2 separate regions of the Columba livia genome follow, and region 2 is linked to region 1. The links are chromatin contacts, called in public Hi-C maps. All regions are on one chromosome and are shown on one strand. Each heading gives the region's core, a stretch centred on a gene start, on an enhancer-like site or on the middle of the called end of the contact. The rest is flanking DNA. Distances are from core to core; before and after follow the strand shown. Region 1 overlaps RFT1 (RFT1 homolog). Region 2 holds the start of PRKCD (protein kinase C delta).

Region 1 (7,439 bases), core at 779-3,278:
CGACTGCAGCTAAAAAGCCACGCTGAGCACAGCGGTGCAGACGGGCATTACCTTCTGTTGACCCTGCCACAGGAACACACGCTTCTGGCAGAGTGCAGGAAGTTTTAGATCATTGTGGCAGGATCTATTTCACCCCTCCCATTATCAGATCCCTAAGGTATTTGAAATCGAGCTCCTAAGGTGTATTTCAGATCCTTCAAGAGCTTTAATCTTCTTTTAAAGTTATACTTCTCTATAAGAAAAAAAAATATAAAGTTGCAAACAGTCGTTGATTATCATTTAATGTTCACTTGAAAGGCTGCCAAATAACAGCAAACTGATTGTAATAACAGTGAAGAGAACAGATCTAATGCTTTTAAAAATACTAGTATTAAGCCTGTCTCTGGAAGGGATAATCCTGCTTCTTTGTGCCTGGATGCAGATAACGATGCACAACCAGGGCCAGATCTAATTAACAGCTGTGCAGTTCCAGAGAAGGTGAGCTGGGTTTTCACGCAGAGGTGGTTTTCCACCACATCAGACAGGTAAACTTACTTTTCAACCCACCTAATTGTGGCTGCACAGCTGTGAGATCTGACAGAGCATAAGTGGCAGGGAAGCAGGTCCAGGAACCAGAAGGGAGAAACAAGTCATAAAATCCACTTAGCTGCAATGTACAATTACACCCTCTGGCTGCAGCTTCACACAGACTCTAAGCTATCCACTTTGTCCTATAAACGGCACTGCAGCTGAAAGAAGTAGTCCTGTTTGCTTCCTGTTTAATTCCAATCCTTTCTTTCACCCTTTCACGCCCCTCTTATCCAAGACAAACATTTATGTTTCCATGCCATTATACTGCATCATGGCTTAAGACGCCCAGAGAAAAGAGTTTGAGGAAAAAAAAAATCTCTAAAGCAGCTTCACAAATACAATCAAGTAATAAAGGTGCAAGACTGAGCAGACAGAGGGGAAAAAAAAGTAAAGGACTATGTATTTGTGCAAGAGGATTTTCCTTTAACAGCTACAACAAAAATGAAACTCCAGGCAAGATGACAGAACAAATGGCTCCTAAGAACACTTTCCCATGTGCTCCTAAAAGAGATCAAGTCCATAAGTGCTAAAACAACAGACCTGCCCAGCATCCTGCATTAGTCCCAAAACATGCCTGAGGCTACTAAATGGCCAATGCTAAAATACTTACCTCAGTAAATAAATACCTGCTCTAATTTTGTGAGCACTCAGACAAGAATTAGACAGAAGTTCTAAGTAAGTAAATTTTTAAAGGTATCTTACGTCAGCCACAATAGATTAATTGTTTTGGTCCAGTTCTGCTTTGTACTTCCACTCAAACACGCTCTGCGAAATGCCTCCCTGGCCAGGAAGACAACTGTTGAATACAGCAGAGTCAGCCTAAAGGAGGTAAAGTACAAAAAAGTATTTCATTACATACTACTTCTGAAATCCTTCATGCAGTAGCATCACTGGCGGTTTTTATGAAGGACTGCCTGACAAACAAGCCAAACAAGTATGTGAAGCAAACATGGGGCTAAGAGGTAAGTTATCACCATCTCCTAAAACAGGAGGGAAGAAGTTACATGCAATTATTCCAATGGAAAAAATACTTGAAGCATGTTATAAACCAAAAAAGCATTTGCAAAATTTATTATATAGCAACAGCATGCAATACACAACCATGCCCAGCTTTTCCTCAACAAGCTGATGGTTTAACACAGAATATAGGCCAGCAACTGCTCTGTTTCAGGCCAAAACAAACTCACAGGCATTCAACCGATAAACACTCTAAAACACTTAACAGTAAATTAACCAGCGTTAAGCAAAGCGTTATTAGCGACACGCCATGCAGAGCACAGACCCCGAGCTCCTACACCAAACACCGAGAGCAGAAGCCCCCCGGGGCTCCGGGCCCGGGGGCCTGCAGCCGCCTCCCCACCTGACGTTGACCACGCCGAGCAGCTCCCTGGACAGGTAGCGCAGGGTGAAGGCGTTCAGCCCGAACGTGACCGCCCGGAACAGCACCTGTGGGGGAAGCCGCACGGGAAACTCCTGCGGGCCGAGCGGGGCCGAGGCGGCTCCCGCCAGGCCCCGTGGAGGAGGAGGAGAAGGGTGAGGAGGAGGGAGGCGGCCCGGGGCGGGCCCGCACCTGCAGCAGGGCGCTGGAGGACGCCAGACGGGTGGTCTGGCCCAGCACGTCCATGGGCTCCCGCCGGCAGCAAATGGCGCCGTCGCGCCGCGATGGCGTCAGCGCGGCCGAGACCGCCTCGGCCCCCGGGCGGAACGCGGGCACGGAGCCCGCCGGGAGCGGGCTCTGCTCCTCCGGCTTCGGCATGAACGTGTCCTCCTCAGTAACGCTTCGGATACAAGTGGTTAACTTCCAAAGTACTCGGGTCGGCTCAGGTGCCAAAACTAACGTTCAGCGCCAGCTTTCCGCTTCACAAGCAGGAATTCCGCTAGAACCACCCCCAAAAACGGCACCCTGGCTTATGAGAAAGTACATCGTATTACATAGCATTTTCTGACAAGCGCTGTTTTCCAGAGATCTCTGAAAAATCTCCATGCGAGTTTCACCAGTTCTTTTCTAAACTGAGGGTAAACCCACCAGTCTTCCCCTAAGTTAAGGAGAAATACAACCAAAAGTGAGGTACAACACCCTCACTGCTGCAAGAAGAAAGCATCTCACCTCAAAAAAATAAAAGTGCCCTTAAATAGAAAAGATGCAACTTAAGTTGCATCAACAGGCTTGAATATAATAATACACTGACTTTAAGCCTTCCAAACAGGTAAGACTTCAGACTCGGTGTAAATTAGCACAATAGTTCCAGACTATTTCAGGTTATTATTTAAGCAGCAATATATAAAGAGATTGTATCTTTCTATGTTACAGAACATTCCCTTCAAAAGCACAGTAATATTTTTTTGCTCAGGGGTCACACAGCAATGCTACAGTTAAACTAAAAACCTCATGTCTGAGCCTTACTTGATTACCACTTCGTGACAGAATATGAACAGCAATAGTTTATACCAGGATCTTGAAAAACTAAACCAACCAAAATTCTTCAAGCTCAAGCAAAGAAGGCATCACCACATCAATGTTCTCCACCTCTGAGGCATCACACCCACCACTTCATTCCTTACACGTTCAAGTGAAGTTTTTCAGATTTTTTTCCTTCGGTCATTTTTCTAGATAAGAGTCTTCAAGCAACCTGGAAGTGATGTATAGATGTGGATGTACATGGCAGAGGAGAATACCCTATGAATTCTTTTAAGTGTGATGCTAATATTTGGAGCACCTAACTTGACAAATCTAACAAAAAGATATTATTATCCCATCATAAAGATGAGGAGATGGGGACAGAGAGAAGAAACTGATCTGTGCTGGTAATTGCAGAGACAGGAAGAGACCTCAGAGATTTGGGGTTATAGAAAGGTGTTCTAGCCAGAGGGAAACATCACCCCCGCCCCTCTTCTTCAGGCAGTTTTCCAGTTCTCAAATGGAAAAGGCAATTAAAAAAGTTGTTCCAACTCAGGCTCAGGGCTTTTCTTAGTGGCAGTAATGGTGGCAGCAGAAATGAAGAGTACCTTATGGCTTGTGCTGATGTCAATAGGGGTGGCTGAACTGTGTGGATTAAAACCCATCACAAACTACCAGATATGCTGCACAGGGACATCTGAGGAGCTTAAAGCTGCAGCATCTATCAACGCTACTGTAAGGATTCATGTTTTTCTCTCTACAGATATACAAACATTTTTATGACAAAAAAGTAGAAACCTTCAAGGAATAAACCAGGACAAACTAGTGTGGTAACTGGAGGCAACAGTCCGACATTTTCAGGCATCTGTCATTGGCAAAAATGAAAACTAGCAACGATTTGTTGGACAGTTTGACTTGTCACCTCATAAAGCTGAACTAGAAACAACTACAAAACTTGGAGAGGTGGAAAAAGAGGAGAAACAACTAACTTCAACTGGTTTTAATAGGAACCGGCTTTTCCACTTACACCCTTTTGGCACTAATGCATCTAAGCCACTAGATGGCAAACGGCCTTCGAGGCAGCGAGACACTGCTCTGGCCGCCCAGCACATGCTCCAGGTTACACTGAAACTGAGGATTTTCACTCCAGTAGCATCTTTCAGATTCCACTGCAGGTTACGTCAGAATAACAGTTAGAATAGGCCAACTCATAATAGTAATGTGGCACGTCACAAGTCGAAACCATCATAAGAGCCGCATTTCAAACTTACAAATTGACCCATCTTGATTTTATTCACAACTGTGTGTGAGCAGGCTAAACAATTGAGCTGGCAAAAAAATGTCTTTTTAAAAAAAAAAAAAAAAACATAATTTGAGAATAGATATAACTTAAAGAAGGACCAAGTTATTGAAGCTTCACAAGAATACACAGTCAAAACAACTGCTCTCCAATTCCTACAGCAGGCAATGCTCACTTAGAACGTTCCTGCATCCTCTCACCACAACCCCTTTTGGCTGTCCTGTTTGTGGCAGCACACTCTACTAAGAGTTGACTTTCCTTAGCAGCAAAGGAGGTAAGAGAAACTAACTACTACAAAGGTCTTTACTTCCAGAGTCAGGCTGCATCTGCAACTGAACTAGGCTGGCTGTTCCTCCAGCACAGAACACACTGTTATTACTAGAGGTATGTGGAACCTCTATGGCAGAGAGAACCTCTTCAGTCTACTCCAAAATTAAGCTAGTCCAAAAAGACCAGACAGTTGTATATACAGACCTTAGAATGAGTTGAGACTGTTTCTTCAGACTTTCTAAACTAAAAATCTTGTGTGTCATGGTACCCAGTAACTGTGTTCCACTTGAGATTCTGTATTTCATTACCCTGTTAACAAAGTATTTCAAGAGGAAAGGTGGACTTTGACTTCAAATTACAAACTTTATATAAACTGATAGTAGCACAGAAAATTTAAAGCCCGTTAAGAGCAGTTAGAGACCTTCCATAATGTCACTTCCTCAGAAGTGAAATAATCTTCAGCTGAAATATTATAGCTAATTTCCTTCAGGACAAAAATTCCCAAATTAATGACAAAGCAAGACTAGGAAGCAGGAATCTATAAAATTAGCAGTTAGACCTTGAATCAAGCCTCATCAGTTGTGACTTCTCATCTGTTCTAAAACAAAGATCTCATAGCAGAAGCAAATCAAATCAGTAAAGCAAATCAAAAGGATCAATAGCAAATTTTCATTTTATTAACCCAAATCAATACTGCACTTTAGAGTTGGTAATATATTTTAATATCTTTTTTTTTTTTTGTGGGTTTCCTTTCCTTTAACGGTGCCTTGAGGAATCAAGTTAGAAAACCAACTGTGCTATGAGATCATAGGCAAGGTTCTCTCCTGCTGCTTGATTCCTCCTAGAATAGTGCAAGACACAACACAAAATGACAGACCAGGCTGTGAGCTAGAGACTGTAGATTTCTGCAGCTGCTGTAAAAGCTTTTAGCTTTGCAGTCAGGACCAATTTTAGAAACAAGCAAAACAAATACTCAAAAACCCTGGTGCTGGCTGAGTAACCTTCCCCCCTCCATGGCATCCTCTCCGTTGATCCAGTGCACAGAGACCACGCAAGATCCCAACACCCAGAGGGAGCAGCCAAACGCCGCTCTGCGCTTCTGCAGCTGGAAGGAGCAGCTCGGAGGGCTGCAGGCCCTCCCGACAGCACCGACCACGTTAGAAGATGGATACACACTCCTCCTCCCATCCCTCGGGCCCACAGCATGATTCTGCCTCACGGCTGCACGTGTGGATTCCAGTGAAGGAGATGAGCAGAGCTGGAGCTGTGCAGTCGTGGCTCTGCAGAGCTCAACTGTCTCAACACCCCCACACTTTATAGAGCGCATGATGCTTAGCAAAACTGCTCTGCCTCTGCTACAAGTTTGTCATTTCATTAATGAGGACCAAACACCTCATTCCTGGGGTGGTAAAATAGTTTCCCTATAGGGCTCAGAAGCCTTGCGCCAGCACAGGACAAATTATGTTAAGCCTGGTTTTCATTTTCTTTGTTTCTTTTTAAAAGTAATGCATAGAAGAGATCTGTCTTTTTAGTTCCTGATCTTATGAAGCTTGTTCCTTTGCAGAAATAACTGTGAGGTTGGGGTCAAAGCAAGGAGTCACATGGAGACTTACCAGACTAGGCGCTAAATCTCCTTAAGCTTTCTTCCCTCCTGTGAGCTCTCCTCTCACATCAGGGAGGTACTTGGGCCTGAGGACATCAAACTTCCAATTCGGTGCAGAACTGCAGGAAGAAAGAGAAGAGACTCACAATCCATTCATGAGCAAGGGACCCACATGGAGTTACTACTGTGCCAGCTCCTCTTCCCTCCAACCAAAGTGTCCCACAGGGCTCTTCAGATTACTTTCCCCAGGCCTCCCAGACTGAGTTAATCTCTCTGCACGTTAAATGGTTAAACAAAAATTTGCCTTCCCCCCCTAGCTGCATTATTAGTTCAGCAAGGATTTAATTTACCTCCTTTCTTTAAGATGGAAGAATAAAGGGGCTTCTTGAAGAATGCAAAGGAGTGGTTTTTTCCTGTGATTTGCAATTAATACATTTGAAAAAATGCACTGTCTCAGCTTTCCAGAGTAGCCTTTGACTTTGTAGTGTGTTAATTTTGCCTCACATGTTTTCAAAGTGCGTTGGCCTTCAATGCAGTTTAGATGTAATTTGACCAACTGGTTTTGCTGCCTTATCAATTTCACTTTTAAATTCAACTTCTATTTACTGAAAGATTTTATGTATTAAGTGTATGGAAGGCCAACACTTTCTTGAAAGCCTATCAAGATATCAAATGATAAAACTATAACAGAACATCTTTTTTGTAAAGTTCATAATGTCAACAATAATCATGAATAAGAAGTTCTCTTGTGGATTGTTTCCTTTACCTTGTAAAAATATTAACTGCCTTCATTTAGCGTTCAAGCCAGATATATGCAACTTCAACTATCACTATGATAATTACTGTTTCTGGGGAGTAGTACATCTCAAATTCTAACCTACAAACCCAAATTATAAGGGTGGTGACGAGTAGATGCTGAGGCCAATCATGTACCTTTTTCCTTCTTCCTATGGATTCTGTAACTTGACAGTTATATATGTATGCATCCTGTAACTTCACAGTTATACTTGCTGCTGCAGCTCTCGTGCTGACTAATGCATTACAGAAGTTTTCTGGAGCATAATAGCTATAGTGAAGTTACAGAAACAGATTTTGCAGCTGTGAGCACTTGCACTTGAAAAATCTCTGCTAGCTAAAGGTTGGCATCTTTGCAATATGAAATCTTTCCATAAACTGCAGGCTACCTCCCTTGAGGAAAAATGTATTTGAAAGACACAGATGTGCAGAAAGCCTGCAAAAGAGACTTCCACTTGCTATACAAACACATATGTTCACAAGCACTGTTTTCTGTAATAGTC
Region 2 (6,695 bases), core at 548-3,047, 63 kb after region 1:
AACAGTAGTTAACAAATGGCTTGCTGCAACATTATATGGTAAGGTCACAAACCAAAATGGACTCTCTCTAGCCACTTACATTCCATGAAACACCCAAAGAACATGAAGTTAAATGAAATGCATTTTAAAGCACTTTCTGTTTTGCCAAACTTCACTGGAAGTATTGAAATGGGGAAAACTGCTTTGCCACAGTTAGCTTCTGCTTTTTTCCCCTTCATTCAAACTAGTTTTAGTTTTGCTTTTATAACAAATCACTCATGAATTGCTCATGCATATAAAGTTCCTCAGATTTCACCATTAAAAACAATCTATATAATTTTAAAGGAGGGTCCTCATGCAGTTTATGATGGCATTACAGTTAGCCAGATGATATCCTGTCCCAAACAGGAAAATATTATTTATATTTTCCAATTTGAAAAAAAAAAAAGATACATTTAAATATGCATAAGAACATATATTTGTGCAAAATACTACATGGTTTAATTTGCAGCAGACGTAAAAAGGAAATGAGCCAAGACGACTCTGCTCCATTGATTATATCAACTAGAGCTCTCAACTGATGGCAATTTTGTTTTAAATTAAGTTACTTCAAATTAAACTCCCCATACATAAAGAAACTATTGACAAGACTAATTTATATGCACATTAGAGCCTTTCAGTTTTGATGTCAGCTGAGAAACTTAAACATTACTTTACAAATATCCAGTGAAATGCTCTGGAAAGAAGCTGGACACCAACCAGCTGGAATATGGCTTTTTACAGATCACTCTGCAGCCATCTAACAGCCAGGTCACAGTCCCCAGCATCGCTCCAACAGCTTCAGCTTTACACCATGGGCTGGCACCTGCCTGGAGAAACACCCACAGTCACCACAGAGGCACAAATAACCACTGGGCACTTCATCACTGTTTTCAGCTAGGACAGAATGAGAGCATTTAAGATGAAAACATGAGAGTAACTACACCTGACCTGTAAGAGTTAAAAAATTATGACAAAGGTCTGCTTTGGATTTCCTACAGTAGTATTGCAGCGTTTTCTTTGGTTCTTAGACTTCACTTGTTCCTGTGCTGCAACCCATCCCTAAACCATCTCATTTTAACACTGACAATTGCAGTACTGAAGGCTTAAAGGAAAAACAAAATTCCTTTAGTCAGAGCAGAGCACAAACTGGGGCAAAGCCCTGGCCAGGGCCCTGAGGGCCCTGCGAAGGCTTCTAACTTAATCCACTTCTGGGGTGGCTGAGTTGACAGCAGCGCTCCCAGAGCTACAGCCTGGCCAGCTTTGGCCCCACTATTAAAGCAACATCTATGGCTTCTAAGCCACCACAGAACACCTGAAACAAAAGCCTATAAGAGAAAGCATGGCAGACAGGTGATGAAACTCGGGTGTTGCTGCCCACTGAGCAGGGACACACTCTCACTGCTCAACAGCTGAGCTTCAGCTCCTCAAACCCAGAAACCCAGATGCTCTTCATGTCTCGACGACAAGTAGACCAAAAAACGAACCAAAACACACACACTCAAAAAAAAAAAAAAAAAACCAAACCACACCAAACCAAAACAAAAACCGAAAACCAAACCAAAACAAAAAACCTTAAGTAAGTAACTTCCTCGTCTCAATCGCGGCCCAGAGCTTGCAGCACCAACACCGCTGCAGCCACGGCCTCCCCACCTCGGCGTCGCGCCAGGGAGCGGCGGGGCCCTCCGGCCAAACCGCCCGCCAAGGTACGCGGCGCTGGCGCCCGGCCAGCCCAGGGCTCCGCGGGCTGCCGCGGAGGCGAAGGCTGAGGCGTTTCCACACGCAGCGGCCTCGAACGTGAGAGGGGAAGCCAAAAAAGGGAGGGGAAGGGACCGCGCCGGGCGGCGAAGTGACGGAGCACCACCAACCACCACCTCCCCCCCGGGTGAGGAGGCAGCACCACCACCTCCATCGGCGTCTCCTCAGCACCTCCGGGGCGGGGCAGCAGGTGAGCGCGCGGCCCGCAGCTGCGCCCCCCGTGGGCGGAGCGAGCGCAGGGAGGCCGGGCCGGGCCGGGCCGTGGCGGCGGAGGGGACTCGGTCGCTCCCTCCCTTAGTCGCTTACTCAGTCGCTTTCTCGGGACAGCGCCCGAAAGTCGGTGGTGGCCGCGGTCCCCGACGGCTCCCTGGACGCGGGTGAGTGCCGGTACCTGCCCCTGCTGCAGAGGCTCTCTCCGCTCGGCAGTTCCTGCCTCGCCTGGCCCGGGGTGAATGAGGAAGCGAGACGGGCTCCGGCTCCCTCTGGCCCGGCCGGCTTCCGTGGGGCTCCCGGCGGGGACACGGGCGCCCGGTTCGACCGCCAGCGGGCTCAGCCCGCCGCTCCGAAGTTTGTCCCGGCGTATCGGATGTGAGGGGAGGGCGAGCGGGCCAGGCAGCGCCTCCCGGCGGGGCTGCCTCCGGGCCCGGGGCGCCGGCTGCCGCGGGGCTTCCTCCTCAGGCGCGCCTCCATGTTGGGCTCCGCGCCCCGGGCCGGGGGCTGCGGCGGGGGCCGGCCTGGCCGCGGGGTTTGTCTGCCGAAACCTCCCGTCGGGGAGCTCGGGGCTGCTCGGGATGGGACCGGCTTGGTCGGTCCGCGGGGAAGCGCGACCTTAAGCAGGGAAGGTGTGTGAGCCCCGGCCGGAGGGCCGGGCAGGCACCGCGGGAGCGTTGGCGGGGGTAGAGGGTTGTGCCCCGTGTGAGGAGGGAACGAGATCCGTGTGGTGCTTGACAGAGACACGGAGTTTCCTTGTAGCAGAAATGCCAAGTTTGATGAGACTAACTTTTGTTTTTACCCAGCCGCCTTGATCCTCTGTTTGTGTCTCCATCATGATAGAGTTTGTAGCAGATAAAATGCACGGTGTTTTGAACGGTCGAGTTTCCAGCTGAATGACGAGAAACAATGAGAGATGAAGGAGCAGGAATGCCTGTTGCTTTTGTGAACATGCCAGGCGTGCATCTCTTAAAAAACAGTTTTCAGTTCATCGCTATAAAATTCCTTGTGTGCATTAGGGTATGAAGTATTAAAATAATTGAATTATGGCATTCCGTGGTTACGTCTGACATCTGTTTATTCGTGGGCTCTGACTATTGCACCACTTCACTTCTAGATTATTTAAGTAGTGCAGAGCAGAGTGTTTATCTGGACCTTGGAGCTCTTGCAGGAGGTTTGAGTGCAACCATGTTGCCCCATGTCCCATCTCTTGACAGTTGTGTTTCCGAGGACAGAACTGAATATGCAGACAAGACAGGTGTGGGATAGTTGGTTCTCATGCTAGATCTTTTCCTAGTTCTAGAGACTTGTTTAAAGCCTGAGTTACAATATTTAACATCTCTACAAATAGTCTTTGTCAAAGTCCTGGATACACTTGTGTGTTTAGTTTCTTTTAAAGCTTTTATTGTCCTTGGCCTCATACCGTCATGAGTCTAGTATCAGTGTAATAAGCCAGCAAACAACCTTGTTGGTTTTCTATCTATCAAATAGTCATGCGGCATTGTACTGATCAAGTAGGAAGCTGTAACCAAATATAACCAATGCAGCTTTCTGAATAAGAGACTATGAAGTGCTTCTTAAGTGGTTAAGCAATAATTCATAAACGTCGTTTCAAAAAAGCGTATATGCAGTATTTCCTGTTCATTTTAGTTCCTGAAAATCGCTGTCATAAGAAATTAGATATCTGTCTTTGGACTGATAGATTTCAGTCACCACAAGACACTGCTATGGGAACCTGCAAATACTGAGGAAAAAAGGAAACAAGGCTGCAAAACAGAGATTTAGATAATTTGTTTTTAAAATTTCTCACCCTCACCTTGGGTTTCACAGTAAATTGCAGGTCTGTGCTTTAGTTAAAGAAATTATTAAATGCTGGTATTTCCCATTTCCTTGATCCACATAGTTTTATTGAAAGTTCTCTCTTTGTAAAATTTAATATAGCAAACTTCTAAGGAAGTATGATTATCAGAATGAAGTACATAACTGTTGAAGCTTTGATAATTTAAACAGTGAAATATATAACAAAGTATTTCTCTAGGCATTATTTGTATGGTTGTGTGAAATGCTAAACATAAGAAAATCTAGAGATGGCATACAAGAATTAAGAGTTAGCAGTACTTTGACATTTTCATGCTATGAAGGAATTGCTGCCACTCAGTGGCTGATGCAAAAATATAGAAAATGATACTCTGTTACACAGAGTATGATGTATGTATGGTTTATGAGTATGTAAAGTAATTCATTTCAGTGTATGTGTGTGAGATAATTGATCAGGAAGGTGCTCATACTGTTCTGACCAGAAACGAGCTCATTCTCAAACTTCTTCCATTTTGTATTTCATTCATTATAACCTGTCTTTTTATTAGGCATAATTATACAGTAGGGTCTAAATTTTCTTATTGAATGGAATGATGAAAAGGTGTTATATAATAAATTTGACTTTTTTTTTTACTGTGGAGCATAGTTGAAAAGGTACTCTGTAAAGGAATTATTTTTAATTTAGAAACTATTTCTAAACCAGAAAACTTGTGAAATTTTGTAGCTAATTTTGTTAAATAGAAATCTTTAGAAGACTCTTTCAAAGGAAACTTGGCTGTTTGATGCTATATAGTTCATGGAAATAACCATAAAGCCTGGAAAACGGACACCTTTTATTAAAATAACTGATGTCCTGGGACAAGTATAGAAGCTTTCAGTCCTCTGAGTTTATTTGGTTGTCTAAAACCCACAGTCATTACAATTAAAAGTTCATGTCAAATTGAATGCTTCAGGGCCTGACAGTTTAAATTAACCGTTCTTACTGGTGTCTGTTCAAGGGACGTCCCTGTCACTGTCTGTGCAGAGGAGCAAATCCTGCGCCCTGGGGATGTGTTTTCCATCTGTAGCTGGGGCTCAGCTCCGGCTACTGCTCCCAAAAAGTGGAACCCTGTCACCACCTCTGGCTCCACAGCTTCACCAGGGCTGGAGGTGGGACTGTAGCACCAGTGCATGTATCAAAATTTGCTGTGGTCCAGCTAATCCACAGTGAAGCTGTGGTGGCACAAGCCTCAGTGTGGACTGTACAGTATAAATACTTCACAGGTGTTCTCCAGCGCTGAGGTATGTGCCTGTATTGGGTTCATTGACACAGGTATTGAAATTCACTAAAGGTAACTCAGGCATGTCTTTTTGTGCTGCAGTACAAATATGTTGTGTATCCGTAGTCCACCATCCCACAAATTACATTTATGAAGTATACACTTACTTAAAAAGGATGGAGGAAAAAATGGATAGGCTAGAGATTGAAATATTTGTTGCAGGTGAGTCAGAGCTGAATGTGAAAGATGACAAGAAGGGATATACCAGTGGAGTCTGGGGGCTGGCTGGCTTCATTAGGAACCAAATTCCTCTATTAATCATCCGCTGATGAGAAAGGTAGTGTGATTTTTTACTCAGGAATTATCTTTGCATTAATGCAGCTTCTCCATCCTGGTTATTGGGTTCTGTCCAAAAGTTGCATAAAAACCACCAAAACAGTTTGTGCTTCAATAGTTTTAAAATTTTTTCCTTGCTCCGTGACAAAACTTGTCATCTTTATTTGAATCTTCCTTTACCTGCATAATCTGAGTGCAGAATTTGGTTCTACAGAGCTTTTTGTGGAGCCAAAGGATGAGCAGGAATAGGGAAAGGAGGATAACTGCTTGTGCCCATTCAGAGCTATTTGGGTAGCACATTAAATGTAATCATACCCCATCATCTTGGCTGTGCTTTGCAAAGATGCAATTAACAGAGATGAGGCTGGGAGAGCTCTTTACAGCCTTGGTAAAATAACGCTGAAATGGTTTGTGTTACGTTTTCATTTAAAAGGCAGTTACTTCTACATTTAAGAGAGTTTTTTCTTAAGGAGGCATTACCTCACTAAGCCAGAGCTATTCCATTAGCTTTTTATGACATTTGAGTAATTTTGCAAAGTCTGCTCTGTAGGAAGCAGTGGGCTGCCTCTGCTGCCTTTGTGGCTTGGAACTGCTCCTGTTACCACAGACACCAGGAAAGGTGAGAAATGAGAGATCTGGCACGAGAAAGCTGGGGGCATCGCAAACTGTCCTTGGTGAGAGTGGTGCAAGTTTTCTCATTTTCTAATGAAAATTTATGCAAGTGGAACAGTATGTCTACCTTTCAGTGACAGAAAGGTGGCCAGACATCCCTGAAGCTATGTTTTGGACCTATTAAATTAGCTGTTGCTCTTTTCTGATTGATGATCGATTTGACAGTTCCTGCAGATGGGAGTCATGCAGCACAGATGTATATCAATAGCTGCAAGTCAAAGAGGCAGGCCATAAAATCAATTCTTTAAAAATATTTCTCAAGCTAAGAAAGCGCATAGAACCACAGAATACTTTTTATGGTATCCTCTTACTGAAATTAACGTGCTTCCTGGTAATTTCTTTATTGAGTGTAATGCTCTATCTGGAAAAGTTTACTTAAGGATATTTAAGCACAGTGGTATTCATATAATAATAAACATCATCTGTAAAGTCTGGGAGTGACCATCACAGATAACTTCATGGAACTGATGCACATTAAGAATTTAACCCTTGTATGATACTTGCCTGATGGCTAAGGGAGGAGAGTTTCATCAGCCAGGTCTTGTCTGGTTGTAGTGTAACCAAGCGGTTTCACTTTCACCCATTGGTGGTGAGAGCGGGACCGGGATTGCTCCTGGGAGAGCG

The links. Hi-C and Micro-C count contacts between places; a contact is called where the count stands out from the background.
Region 2: a Hi-C map of liver shows a contact between it and region 1, with 2.7 times the contacts expected there. The contact joins the promoter of PRKCD here to the enhancer-like site in region 1. A contact is called at or near these places in 2 of 2 Hi-C or Micro-C datasets (crop and liver).

What each region holds. Positions count from the first base shown.
Region 1 is chr10:6,840,768-6,848,206 of bColLiv1.pat.W.v2, forward strand. RFT1 (RFT1 homolog) reads right to left here. Exons shown (of 20, transcript XM_065075157.1): 7 at 6,152-6,260; 8 at 2,141-4,847; 9 at 1,931-2,016; 10 at 1,273-1,389. The coding sequence starts at 2,326. Among named protein-coding and RNA genes, the nearest start is that of PRKCD, 61 kb to the right of the region's middle. Within about 2 kb of position 2,029, at least 3 of the 3 cell types and tissues checked have an H3K27ac peak away from gene starts, as active enhancers do.
Region 2 is chr10:6,903,554-6,910,248 of bColLiv1.pat.W.v2, forward strand. PRKCD (protein kinase C delta) reads left to right here and starts at 1,798. Exons shown (of 18, transcript XM_065075153.1): 1 at 1,798-1,966. It overlaps RFT1 (RFT1 homolog), which reads right to left and starts at 1,951. Exons shown (of 20, transcript XM_065075157.1): 1 at 1,925-1,951.